Regions from separate parts of the Mus musculus genome. Here all the other regions are linked to region 1. A link is a contact called in public promoter capture Hi-C data. All regions are on one chromosome and are shown on one strand. The core of a region is the stretch at or near the end of the contact, and the rest is flanking DNA. Distances in the headings are between cores, read along the strand shown.

Region 1 (2,586 bases), core at 57-2,556:
TGATTTAAGGTGTCCCCACATTTTCAGGAGATAAGGTGAGTCCAAGGCCAGGCCCTTTCAGTCACTCCTAAATCCTGCAGACACATGTCCCTAACAGGCTTCTTCAGTTCATTAAGCAACAACTTGTTCTATTTTCCACCACAGTAGAATTTTATTTAATTTTGTTTTCTGAAAAAGCTCCCCCACACACACTTGTTCCATGATATCAACCAGAACTAACACCATAAAGTCCCATTGACCTTAGTATTTCCCAGTGTCCAGCAGAGGGAAGCACAGGAACAAAGGAACATATTTTTCTTCACAGATCCAGGGAGGCTGCTGGTGTGGCTGAGATGGTGCAGATCCAGACAAGACTAGAGGCCTTAACACAAAAACAGATTAGGAACAAAACCTCAGTATGGTGGTATGAGTTTGTAATCTCAGTATGGTGGTATGAGTTTGTAATCTCAGTACCTAGGAAGTAGAAACAGGAGAATCAGAAGATCAAGGCCAGCTATGGATGAAACCCTGCCTTAAAACAAAAATTAGAAACCAGTATCATCAAGTGGGTTCCCTGATTTCTCGGGAATATGTAGAAGTAGGGAAAGGTGAGAAGATGTGTTTCACAAACATCAGTGACTCAACTCCCACGAGTTTCTAATTTCAAATCTTGGCATTTTATTTTACTGTGGAGAAAAATACATTTTGGCAAACGTCCAATAAATGATGGATACTGTGGAGAGATGGAGTTGATTTAGCACAGAAATTTTTCTCCCAAACATATTTAAAAGTAGTGAGCTCTCCGAGTCTAGAGGTGGATGGCAGATGGCTTGGCCACTTGGTAGGAGCATTGGGAACCTACTTTAAGCATCAGAAAGAGAACTACTCACAATTTAACTTCACTTGCAGACTTGAGAACACAGAATTTCTGAGCCACTATCTGAGGGAAGTTGTAGATATGTTCTAAACTCCCCAGACAGCAGCTGTGGAGCTGAGCATTGCTCTAAAATTTCCAGCCCTTTCTGAGGGTCTCAGACCAAAGCTTAGCCCTGCCTGAAGATGCCATTTGCTGTGCATGCCTTTGGGAAGCTCAAGGTGGACGGAGGTTAGAGTGCCACGGGAAAGAGCTTATGTAAGATGTTGTTGTTTGAGATCATATGTAATCTGATAGTTGAGTCTGGAACCAATTATAAGAGCTTGAACTAAGGCTATGTATGGCTTGGGTTGCCATCAGACTCCTGGGAGCTCTGTGGAGCAGGCAGAGCACCTTGTCATCTCATGATTAGGCCACTGGACCACACATGGATGGATGTGGTAACAAGGCCTCACCATCTAAGACAGGTTATACAAAGCCCTTCAGAAGAGCACCAAGATCTCGTCACAGGGCCCCAAAGCAACTGGCCTTCCAGCATGTGGCTCTTTGCTCTGGCCCTGGCTTCCCTCAACACTTGCATGGCTTTGGGTAAGTTCTTCCAAAACACAAACACTTGGAGCTCTTTTGAAGCTCCTAAGCCAGGGCAAATGGGAGTGTAAATGCGTATGAAGAGAAGAGAGGCCAGGTTCCATTCTGTATCAGAGATCACCAGCATGATTTCAAAATGGGCTTGGAGCAAAGGAACCCAGCAAGCTCCTCCCATCACAGAGATCCAGGGAAAGAAAACCATGGTGATACTGCAGCTGCAGGTGCTAAGAAGTCATTGAGCTAGCATGAGAGGCCCTAGCTATCTCCCAGATCTTACTCTATCTCTGGGTAGACATAAAAAGAGGCTCAGCAGAGTTTTAACAGCATTGAGTCAGGAGCCAGGGCACAAGGCTAGAGTCTAGTTCAGCTCTTCTGATCCCCATGACTTTGGGAAAGACACTTCAACTTTGCAGTGTCTGGGTGATGAATCTGGAAAATGGAAAGCAATAGAGCCTTCCTTACTGGGCTGTACTGAGGGTGGCATAGGTGGTTGTTTTGTAGCTCTTAGCATAGTGTCTGGTCTAGAAGCACAATATATGGATGGACGTAAAGGGGTGATATCTTTAATGGGTATATTAATAAAAATTTGAAATATGGTCAAGCCAACATGTTAAGAGCCAAATGCTACTAAGAAGATAATTTGTTCCTCAGTCCCCAAGAGATATTGGTATGAACTGTATGTTGTATGAGAAGGTGATTAAGAGGCACACCTTAGACTCAGGAGCCTGTCATTGTAGGAGAAGGACCACAGACACACCTAGATGAGAGAGGGAACAGAAAGGAGCTGCAAGGAGTTGGAGGAGGGATTAAGGCCTTCACATCACCAGGGGGGGCTGGGACTTGTACTGAGGGAATGAATAAGTAAATGAGGGGAGATGGAAAGGAATTGCATACGTGAAAAAGCAGAGTTCAGAGATTCAGATACCAAGGTACAAGTTCTGGCTGGGAAGAATAAATGGGCTACAAATACTGCTAAGTAGAGACCATGGGAACTGGGGGGGGGTCTGAAATGTACAGGTGCATGATGTGGAGACTCTCAAATCCCTAGATAAAGGACTGAGGTTTGCTTAATGGTCAAGTAAAGAACAGGGACCATTCTGGAGTCAAGAATATTCTCCTGGCAGTTCTTAACATGGTCATCCCAG
Region 2 (2,586 bases), core at 64-2,563, 250 kb after region 1:
GCGGAGTCTTGGGATGGCAAAGCCTACAGGGAATGGAGAAGCTTTCTGACTGTTCAGCTCAACATTCTTATTGTCTCCATGAGAAAAGCAGAGAAGTCAGGTTGAAGGACACAGATTTAGAGCAAAGGGAAGGGTCACAACAGGGATTTGAGGACCACATTCTAGAAACTAATCTGTTACTTCAGGCTTTTCCATTTGCCCATGGCCCCACAGCCCTGTGAACTTCTTAGGCTTGCTCAGCGACTTCGAGGTTCTGGCCCTGTCTGTACTGGGGACATTGGTTCTCTGCTGCCTCTCCCCCTTCCGTGATGTCACTTCTTCATTCTACTCTCCTCTAGACCTGATCAAGCAAAAATACAGTTCTCCTGCTGGGTTGGCATATTGGGGCCAACCAATAAGTAGGTTAAACTATCACCAGGAAGGTACCAGCTAAAGAAAGGGGGTTTGAGGCAAGAGACGAATTAAATAAAGAGGCAAGATTTGAAGTCTCCCATGAAATTGCAGTTTCTGGACTCCAGCACACCTCAGCGGGAACACTGGGTTCTGTGTGAGTAAATTCATTTTGTTTTCCTGTGAGGAAATGATGATTAAATTATCAGAAACCAAGCTAAAAAACCAAGCTGCCTGCAGATTCCCTCACACCCCGGGGTCCCCCTCATCTCCTGCTTATGAAGCGCCCGGCCTTATCTCTAAGCTTTACTTTAAATGTCCAACACATCTTATTAATGAAAGTAATAAGCTGCTGTTTATTATCTGCCATAATAGGGAATATGACTATTTAATATAAATCTGACATTTAAATTCCACTTAGTTCTGAGATGTGGATGGTATCCGGCAGAACTCTTTACCCTGGAGTAAAAACTCCCTGGGTCTGCATTTTAAAGCATTGAAGTTTTCAAAGTAATGAGGTTCTCTCGGATCTCCCCCCCCCCACCCCTTTTCCAGAGGAACCAAATTGTGAAGACATCTGTTCTGTTATTAATTTCACATAAATCTTAAGCTCCTCAAGGCCAGAAATGAGGCTTCATTCACGTCGAATTAATGAAACATGATTGTAAGTCCCTTGCATGGAAATGCTGTCACACAGTCTTGAGCCGCTTATAAGCACGGAGTAATCTCGGGGAACTGCCAGGGGACAGCCACTTGAAACCGGCCCTCCCCTCCCCCACCCCTGGAAAACAATATCTGAAAATATCACAACACTAACTATGTCCTGAAAGATTACTAGCAGATGAGAATTTCTGAGAAATGAATCAGACTTTCTCGGTAAAGGATACAAAGATCTCAGGCGAAAGCAGATTACGCAATCCACAAGCTCTGTGGATAGAATTTAATAATAATGGTGGCGTCTCAGGCAGCCCTGGGATACACTCACCAGGAGGGGGACACTGGAATTTTTTTTTTTTTTGCAGGGATTTCTTTGGAAGTGTGTGTTAGAGAATGTGCTACATGTGACACATATTTGAAACTGGAAACTTGGATCTGCCAGAGTCTGATTGAGGTGTTATGTGTTTTCCTGTATCTAAAAGACTATAATATGCAAGTGAATAACCACATGTGCATAAGCATGTGACTTTGTCTGTATATGGAATGAAAGTGTGTACTTGTATATGTGTATGTATGAAAGAATGTGAGTTCTGTGTGTATTTGTGATTTTGTGTATATGCATGTATGAAAGGTGTGTGTGTGTGTACTTGTGAGTACATGCATGTGTTTGTGTGTGTGTGAACAGCAGACCACTCAGGACACACTTGAGTTGGTTGGAGATGAATAGTAGCTCAACAAAGCCCATTGAATCCATTGTTGCGAAGCAAGAATATTCTCTTGAGGCTTTCGTTCATAGGGCGTGGCTATCTATCTATCTATCTATCTATCTATCTATCTATCTATCTATCTATTTTGTTAGTTAGTTAGCTATTTTTGCCAAATCACTAAGAAGTGCCAGCAGAAACACTATCTGAAGGGAGGGTTGGAAACAGACAGTCTGGGATTTCTTAGTCAAACTTCCAAGTCTTATTTTTGGGTCTTCCGCTGAGCTGGGACCCCCAAAAGAATCTGCATCTGATATTTACATCTCAAATCTTCAGAGCCTCATTAGCTTTGATATTTATTTATTTATTTATTTATTTATTTATTTATTTATTTATTTATTTATTTGGGGGGAAGGAATTACACAGAGAGGCACCAAGTAAAACCTTTGAATGTAGTGCAAAATTAATTAAAACGGGCAGCTGATAGCTAGGGCAGAATACAAGCGATTTCAGCGTGCAGACAATGAAACTAATTAGGCTCTGATGGGGAAAATCCTTTCTTACTTAGTGACCATCCATCAGCAATTAATAAGTATTGATATTTGAAGAATAACAAATTTTCATCCTGGTTTTTGAAGATGCTTTTTTTTTTAACTTCCTTAACTGTGATCTTCCAAACTAAAGCTATGAAATGACTTGTATTTTGCATTGTATGTTCCAGGAAAAAAAAATGGTTTCATCTTTACTAGCAACTGGTTAGCTGTTACCTGGCCTCAAAATTCTGCATGTGGATGGAATCCAACAGTCACAGCAAAACACAGGATATATTTATTTC
Region 3 (2,586 bases), core at 48-2,547, 230 kb before region 1:
GGGCTGTTTCTGCCCCTTAAAATATTAGAAATAAATGCTCTTTGTACAGATAGTTTTTTACTGCTCATGGTTTTAATTATTGTAGGTATGTTAGTAGGACTGGAACTCTCTGCCTAGCTATCAGAGAAACTAAGTCTTTAAACTAAGTGATAATCTATAACTTGTGTTTTCCTCTCCTGAGCTGATCCTCTCTATTTCCTGATCACACAGTGATGCCCACAGCTACTTTGAGTGGAGCTATGGCATTTGCTTAGCCAGCTGTACCAGACTGTATTCAACCAAAGCACTGTCCTAAGGCATTTGATGGTCCTAGGAAGGGGATCTCAGCAGCTTCCTTCAATAGCACCTTGTGAAAGACCCTCTCCCAAGTGCATGCTTATACCGTAGCCCCATGGTTTGCAGCTTGGACACATATGCCAGACTCTTCCTGACCTCACATCTGTTCTGGTTAATATTCAAAGTATTCCTGGATCAATGGGCAGGTAGGTGGTAAAAGCCAAGGATTTTGAAATGGAGTTGAATTATTATAAGAAAGATCTATACCTAAAGTTCTGCCCTGAACTGAGTGAGTTCCCAAACTTGGTTGCATGTGGCCCAAGATAGGGCCACTTGGCAAGATGACTATACAAATAATCTAAACTTCTCCAAGGAGGGTAGTTGAAGCTTAACGTTGTTACCAAACACAAGAGTCCAAAATGCTAGAAAAGGGAGGCAGAGACATGTGCCCTGATCTCCCTGGTGAACAGCTGTGGAGCTGTGAATTTCTCTAAAAAATTTCAGCCTGTTATAAGAATCCCCCCACCTCACTAAAGCTTTTCACTGCCTGGAGGTATTTGCTTGACTTTGAGATCTCCTGGCACTCTGAAGCGAGAGTGTTACAAGGAAAAATATTTATGAAAGAAGTGGGAGGGAGTGGGTAGGGGAGCAGGGTGGGGGGAGAGTATAGGGGACTTTTGGAATAGCATTTGAAATGTAAATGAAGAAAATATCTAATAAAAAGTTTTTTTTTTTAAAAGAAGCTGTTGATCTGTCATCTGAGAGTTTCATACTAATTGTTTATATATAAGACAGCTAATGCTGGGTGCATGAGTGTTCAGATAAAGCAGGGTAAACTTGGAAGAGCTGTGGCTAAGGAAGAGAAAGAGGTGTTTGTGTGTGTGTGTGTGTGTGTGTGTGTGTGTGTGTGTGTGTGTGTGTAGTTCTGTATTGTGTAATTGGGCTCTGTGGGCAGGACTCCTGGGAGGTTCCCAGGATGTGGGCAGGACCTTACACACCCCTTCCTTGTGGATCAGAGTTAGAAGGTCCATTGACTTGGGAGCCTGTCCATGCAAGATGTTCCTTAGCACTCTGTTCCTGGTGTCTCTAGCAACCTGTGTGATTTGCGGTGAGTACTTTTGAAATACAAATTTGTGGGGGACACAAAGAGTAGCAGGGTTGTGCATAGAGCACAGACAAGACAGATTTAGTTCTGCAGGAGAACTCACTCTCCAGACTTGGATTTGCCTCTAAGTGGCCTACACCATGGTGCAGGACACTCTGAGATCAAGAGACACTAAAATCCCTGAGTCCCTGCAGCACACTTAGGTACAGAGGACGAAGAGCCAACTCCAGCACAAGAGGAATCAAGACAGGTTGGTTCCCTTACTTCACTGGACTATAGAGGATTAGTTGGTTTCATTTCTAAAGCTTTTTAGGTACACTTGCAATAGGATGCCCCTTCATGCCTTTACATGTAGTGGGTCCTCCATTATTAATACATAATACATAAATATAGGATGTACTAATAGAAAATACACAGTATGGTCAAGCTAGCACATCAGGACCAAATAGTCATTGAAAAACCACTTTGTTGTTCATTTTCCCCAAGAAGAAAGTCATAGTACTAAGGTAGGGGGGACAGGACGTGCCAGGTCAGTGAGGAGGCTCAGGCTGGGGAGCCTGTAGCAAATGCCTCTTTTGTTAGCATTTCAAGGAACTTTAGGGAACAGTGCACATCTCAAGTGTCTGGTACCAGGTTCAGGGTAATGAGGGCAGATGGACAGGCAGACAGTAGTCCATGCTATCATAAAGGAGATGTTTAGTTAGGGTCATGCCTCTGAAATTGATAGACTCTGAGAGAGACAGTTCCCAAGAGTCATGATAGCCTCCTAAACATCAGATACATGAGTTAAATTCATGGTAAATATGTGGTTATAGCATTGATTTCAATGTATATCTGTGCCATTAATAGGTGGCCTGTAAAAACTGGTATGTTCTTCCAAGTTTATCTGGCAAATCATGTCCAGGGCTGTCTCTAGCACTTAAATACAGAGCCAGTACTCAGCAATCAATCCCTTAAATGCCTCACCCTGTGTGGACAGGTGACGTTGAGAGAGGCCTGGAACTGAAGGACCCAGATTTGAAGCAGAACATGCCTTTGCTGCTGGTTACCCTGGCAACGGCATACTCTCCATTTTTAGGAACTCCACACAGGATTGATTCTTCCAAGTTAAATAGACACACCAATAGTTACCTAGAAAGACGATATTGTTATGAATTCAAGAAACTGGGATGTACCTCTGGTATACAGTAGGCATTACATGTGTG
Region 4 (2,586 bases), core at 53-2,552, 180 kb before region 1:
AATGAGTGAAGCTGTTTAGAAGGACAAATCATTTGTGGGAGTATATTGATGTAGCACCTTATGGAAATGAAAATAGAGGTTTTTCAAAAGTATAAAGCAGAACTGTATGATCCAACTAAACTGTCCCAGAATATATGCCCCAAAGATATAAATCTTATCAAAGTGATATCTATAGTTCATATTTATTGCTATAGTACTCACAGTAGCTAAGAAGTGAGTCAGCCCAGATGCTCAAACACTGACATTCAGATGAAAAAAATGGGACATAATTACACAGTAGAATTTTATTCAACTATAAAGAAAAATGAAATCAGCATTTTCAGGAACAGTGGACAGAAATGAAAATCATTCTGTTAAGAAAAACTAGACTCAGGAAGACAAATACCACATTTTCTCTCATACATAGTTTTAGATATTAATGTTTATATTTTTGTATGTATATTGTCATGAAGCTAGAAGAGTCCATGAGAGAAAAAGAGAAATGTGTGTCTGAGAGAGAGAGAGAGGAAGAGAGAGAGAGAGAGAAGAGGAGGAGGATGAAGAGGAGGAGGAGGAGGAGGAGAAGAAAGAAAGAAAGAAAGAAAGAAAGAAAGAAAGAAAGAAAGAAAGAAAGAAAGAAAGAAAGAAAGAGGAGGAGGAGAGGGAGAAGAAGGAGAAGGAGGAGAAGAAGGAAAAGAAGGTGGAGAATGAAAGTACAAAGGGAGACTATTAGGGTGGAAAGGATGAGCTGAGAGACACAAAGGGATGAAGAAGAATGGGAAAAGACCAATAATAAAAAAATCTGCTTTAAAGTTCATAATAAAACCCATTACTATGGAAACTAACTTAAAAACTATTAAAACAAAAATACATTGTTCATTTATATAAGAATGCCTATCCCTAAATCTCTCCTCTGAAAGGTTGTGAGATCCTTGACTGTGTCTGCATGGCAGAAGGCTAGACCACTTTACAGGAATCTTAGAAAGATAAATTAGGCAAAAATAAAATGATGAAATTTAAGATTGTTACCAAAATAAGTTCTAAAACTCTCCCAGCAAAGAGAATCTGGGAGGTGTGCCCTAACCTCTCTGGTGGTCAACTGTGTGGCTGTGAGGGGCTCTGAACAATTCCAGCTTGATGTGAAGACCCAAGACCAAAGAGTCACCTTACTTAAAGGAGTCTACAGAACTGGTTTGGAAAATAAGAGAGCACTGAGGTGTGAATGTCCTGCTGAGAGATATTTATGTAAGAAGTTGTTTGACCAGTTTGTGGACTCCTGCAATCTAAGTGTAGAGTCCAAACAATTTAGATAAACCTGGGTAAACTCTGGGTGGGGGTGGCTTAGTGATCTCTTGAGAAACCTGCAGAGCTCTTTGGAATAGAAAGATTGTTCTTTTGTGGTATCATACAATTGATTGAGAGAAATTTGCTGGTACCCTCCAGGAGTGGGGCAGGATCAGTGTGCCCCCTTTGTCACAGGCTGGAGACCTCCCTGTCCTGCAAACCTGTAGCCTCCTACCATGTGCCTCTCTGCTCTGATCCTGGTGTCACTTGCAGCATTCACAGCAGGGGGTGAGTCTTTATGGAATACAAATATTCGGGTGATGGTGGGGTACATTTCAAAAGCTCATACCAGGTAGAGGTGGGCAGAGGTGACAATAGTATAAAACTGTTGCGAGCTTTGATCGTTAGCCATTTTCACTTTTTAGACAAGTATCCCAGTCCAGCTGACATGCTGAGTCAGAGAAAAACAAACACTCTGACTTAAGATCACATGGCAGGTCGAGAAGGGCAATGAGCTAGCGCCATGTGCCACAAAGGGGATTAGGAAAGCTGCCTGTTTCCTCCTTAACTGTTTGTCTACAGTTAGACTGATTTTGGAAAGAAGCTTGGTAGAAAATTCGGAATCTCAGCTAAATACTTCCAAACCATTTGTCTTTAGGCAAAGTACTCAGCATGGTGAACTTGTGTCATCCTGTCTCTACAGAAGTGGTGACCGTACCCTCTCCACTGGGTCACTTTGAGGATGCCTTAGGTGGCGCCTTCTATAGTATTTAGGGTGGGTCTAGGTGAGAGGAGATGACGGATAAGAGGGGTGACTTGAAATGATGTGTATCAGGGCTGAGGAGCTGGATCGCAGGGTAAAGCCCCTTCTGTGTAAGCACAAGGACTCGAGTCTGAATCCCCAGTATTCATGTGACATAGCTAATGGGACTACAATCTCAGTGCTCTTGTGCCAAGATGGGAGGTGGAGGCAGGAAAATGCCCAGAGGTTCCTGGACCAGAACTGCTAGCCTAGTATACAACAAAGGAGCCTAGGAAATGGACAAGGGGACCACATTTTAAACCAGCTAGTGGGTGCAGTGTGTAAAGTGGTCCTCTGACCTCCACACAAGCACCACTGCAGGCACACACCTTCATTTACACACTCACAAGTGTGCACATAGGTGCACATACATCATATGTACATGTGAACTGAAGTTATAGAAAAAGAAAATGGAGCATATTAATAAGAAATCAGAGGTGTAATCAGGTCATCACATTAGAGATAATGAACATTAAGATAATAGTCTGCTAATCCTGACTCCCAAAGAAAGGGTTCATAAC
Region 5 (2,586 bases), core at 61-2,560, 150 kb before region 1:
CTGTGCCAGCTTATTCTAGTGATCAAGGTCTCTGAGGGGTTTCAAATGACTCCAGTCACAAAGTACCCTGCTGCTCATGGTGAGAAACTCAACTACAATTTGTGAGATTCTGTGCTCTCCTTCCACTGTGTGAATTTAAGTACATTCATTGATGAAATAGAGGGAAGAGGGAGAAGGTTGAAAAATTCCTTAAATGAAATGAAAATGGAGATACAACATACAGAACCCAGATAAAACAGAAGTACTTCGGGAGGAAATTCTATATCATGAGTAACTACAGTCTCATGTCTTTAAGAAGATATAATTATGCATCAAATGGACTTGAACCCTTCCAGAGCTGTAGAATGTCTATTATTTTATCAGCTCACTACTATTTTACGTCAACTATTTTTTTCCAAAATGGATCTGTCAAAGAGATTTGATCTTAAAGAAATTAAAGATTTCTAAAATCAAACAAATAACTTAGTAATGCATCCTGAGAACTTAAAAATAAATGATTAGATGAAAGAACCAAAATACACACCAGAGGAATGAAAAGAGGTACCCAAACATGAAAGTATGAAGAGGCTACACTGCTGGAATAGGCTAGGGTCAGCAATTGCATAGATGCACTGACCCACCTGCTGTTGTACACTCCCATGAAAAGGGAGGCCATGCGCTTTGGCAATGTTTGAAGAATCAGTGTGTACGTGTATGCATGGATGGTTAGAAGCAAGGATTGTTGCCAGCGGAGTTTGTTTCCTACATGAACATTATGTCCAAAGGTTCTTTCTCTGGTAAACTTCCTTGAACCTAAGTATGCACCGTGCCCAGCCAGGTCACTTGGCAGGAATACTACAAACTTAATTTAGGAATCCTCTAAAGGTTGGTAGAGTGTGAGTTCCCTTCCTAACTCGAGAGTATGGATTCTAAGACATGCAGGTCCAGGAAGGCTGTGAAATGTGTCCGTCCTCACATCCCAGCTGAGCAGAGCTTTGTAGAAGGACCCCAGAACAACACTTCCCACTACCTGCAGGCACCTGGCTGCTGCTGTCTGCTCTTGAGAGGTCAGGGTGCACTGAATTGAGGTGAGAGTGCTGCAGGGAGAGGTGCTTATGTAAGAAGCTGTTGGATGGGTTTCTGGCCACTTGTAATCTGAGTACTGGGCACTGACTGTTCAGATAAAAGTGGGTAAACTCCTAGTGGGCGTGGCTTGGAGGGCCCAACTGACACCCAGAGAGCTCTTTGGAAGGAAGAGTTTTTTTTTTTTTTTTTTTTTTTTTTTTTTTTAAGCTTAGATTACATAACTGAGCTGGTTGAGCAAGACTTAAGGAGGCGGGTCCCCTGGTCCACAACAGAAGCATTGCTAAAGCAGCAGATAGCTCAGAGACCCACAGAGCCCTTGTCCTTCCACAATGGGCCTCTACCCTCTGATATGGCTTTCTCTTGCTGCGTGCACAGCTTGGGGTAAGTTCTTCTGGGTTACAAATGTCTGTGTGTACATTTTCAGTCTTTGTTCTGGGCACAATGGGCAATGCTGTGGACAAAATAGTCCAGTCCCTTGGTGAGTTTTGCTTTCTGCACTTGAAGGGGTGCATCAAAGTCCGAAGAACTTGACTCCCACAGAGACAGAGAGGAGGATGGACACTGGGATACCCAGCTATAGGAGGCACAGGAGAGCTGAAGAAGGATCAGGCTGCTTCCCTGTGATTCTTTGTCAAGTTGCAAGCAGGTCAGAGAGAGAGAGGCTGAGCAGAACATGGAAAGCATAAACTCAGGAGCCAGCCTTATATCTGGCTCCTAATCAATAACTCCAACTTGATATCCTAAAGTTTGCAAAGCCTGGGTGATACAGTGACTAGGGAACCCCCACCTTTAAAGCAGAGATGACAGGAGTGCCTTTTTCACTGAGGACAAAAAGAGCGGTTGCTTCTGCTCTGGGTCCAGAGGGTAAGTTAGGTTAAAAGGTAGGCAAAAGGTTTGGCTGAAAACGTAATGGATTAATAAAAATTACAACGTGCTTAAATCAGACAATTGAGATGATGGTGTTACACTGAAGCTCCCACAAGGCAGGGACAGGTCACAGGGATGGTGTAAAAGAGGAAACAATGAGGTTAGTCAGGAGGCCAGGGCAGCGGAGAGACCGGGCAAGCAAGAGCCATTGTTGTAGTTTCACCTGAAAAGAAGAGAGGAGTGAGGTGGCATGGGGTGGAGGGGGCGGTTACATGGAGTTCTTTGGGAGGTTTGGGGGATATAGGACTTTGTTTGGGTTTTTTGATGACTAGATCTTAGAGATCAGGACAGGTGGGTGGCCCAGGCAGGAGACTTAGATAAGGTGGGGGATGGGACCCACATTAGTTACACCCTGGGGATTCCAGTTCCCCCAGCCTGTAATGTCACCCTGTTTTCACCTTTTTACAGTCAATGCTTGGTGCTTTGAAATCTTGCCTGCTCTCCTGGCAAGGCCTCTTTGAGAAATTATGTAAAGAGAATGAATGTGCCTGGGCACAGAGCAAATGTTCCGTATTGCACTCTGATATTACACAATTTTAAATACATAACTACATAATATTTGTGCCATTGCTGTATATCCACTTGACGCAGGAA

The links. Promoter capture Hi-C pulls out the DNA fragments that hold promoters and counts their contacts. Capture Hi-C pulls out chosen DNA fragments and counts their contacts.
Region 2: a promoter capture Hi-C map of liver shows a contact between it and region 1, with 2.6 times the contacts expected there. The contact joins the enhancer-like site here to the promoter of Ces1a in region 1. A contact is called at or near these places in 7 of 39 promoter capture datasets (the 3T3-L1 cell line, 3T3-L1-derived adipocytes, the HPC-7 cell line and 3 more), 1 of 115 datasets of contacts at active chromatin or transcription factors (embryonic stem cells) and 2 of 9 other capture datasets (liver and pancreatic islet).
Region 3: a contact with region 1 is called in a promoter capture Hi-C map of adipose tissue. The contact joins the promoter of Ces1f here to the promoter of Ces1a in region 1. A contact is called at or near these places in 2 of 39 promoter capture datasets (both in liver), 3 of 484 Hi-C or Micro-C datasets (cerebral cortex, cortical neurons and nephron progenitors) and 2 of 9 other capture datasets (adipose tissue and pancreatic islet).
Region 4: a promoter capture Hi-C map of neural stem cells shows a contact between it and region 1. The contact joins the promoter of Ces1e here to the promoter of Ces1a in region 1. A contact is called at or near these places in 3 of 39 promoter capture datasets (the HPC-7 cell line, liver and neural stem cells) and 1 of 9 other capture datasets (embryonic stem cells).
Region 5: a promoter capture Hi-C map of 3T3-L1-derived adipocytes shows a contact between it and region 1, with 3 times the contacts expected there. The contact joins the promoter of Ces1d here to the promoter of Ces1a in region 1. A contact is called at or near these places in 11 of 39 promoter capture datasets (the 3T3-L1 cell line, 3T3-L1-derived adipocytes, cranial neural crest and 6 more), 1 of 484 Hi-C or Micro-C datasets (the G1E-ER4 cell line) and 2 of 9 other capture datasets (liver and pancreatic islet).

What each region holds. Positions count from the first base shown.
Region 1 is chr8:93,046,912-93,049,497 of GRCm38.p6, reverse strand. Ces1a (carboxylesterase 1A) reads left to right here and starts at 1,306. Exons shown (of 14, transcript NM_001013764.2): 1 at 1,306-1,441. The coding sequence starts at 1,390.
Region 2 is chr8:92,800,083-92,802,668 of GRCm38.p6, reverse strand. No RefSeq gene overlaps it. Among named protein-coding and RNA genes, the nearest start is that of Mmp2, 26 kb to the left of the region's middle. Within about 2 kb of position 1,313, at least 23 of the 459 cell types and tissues checked have an H3K27ac peak or open chromatin away from gene starts, as enhancers often do.
Region 3 is chr8:93,278,447-93,281,032 of GRCm38.p6, reverse strand. Ces1f (carboxylesterase 1F) reads left to right here and starts at 1,297. Exons shown (of 14, transcript NM_144930.2): 1 at 1,297-1,384. The coding sequence starts at 1,333.
Region 4 is chr8:93,228,335-93,230,920 of GRCm38.p6, reverse strand. It overlaps Ces1e (carboxylesterase 1E), which reads left to right and starts at 1,302. Exons shown (of 14, transcript NM_133660.3): 1 at 1,302-1,551. The coding sequence starts at 1,500.
Region 5 is chr8:93,196,528-93,199,113 of GRCm38.p6, reverse strand. Ces1d (carboxylesterase 1D) reads left to right here and starts at 1,310. Exons shown (of 14, transcript NM_053200.2): 1 at 1,310-1,446. The coding sequence starts at 1,395.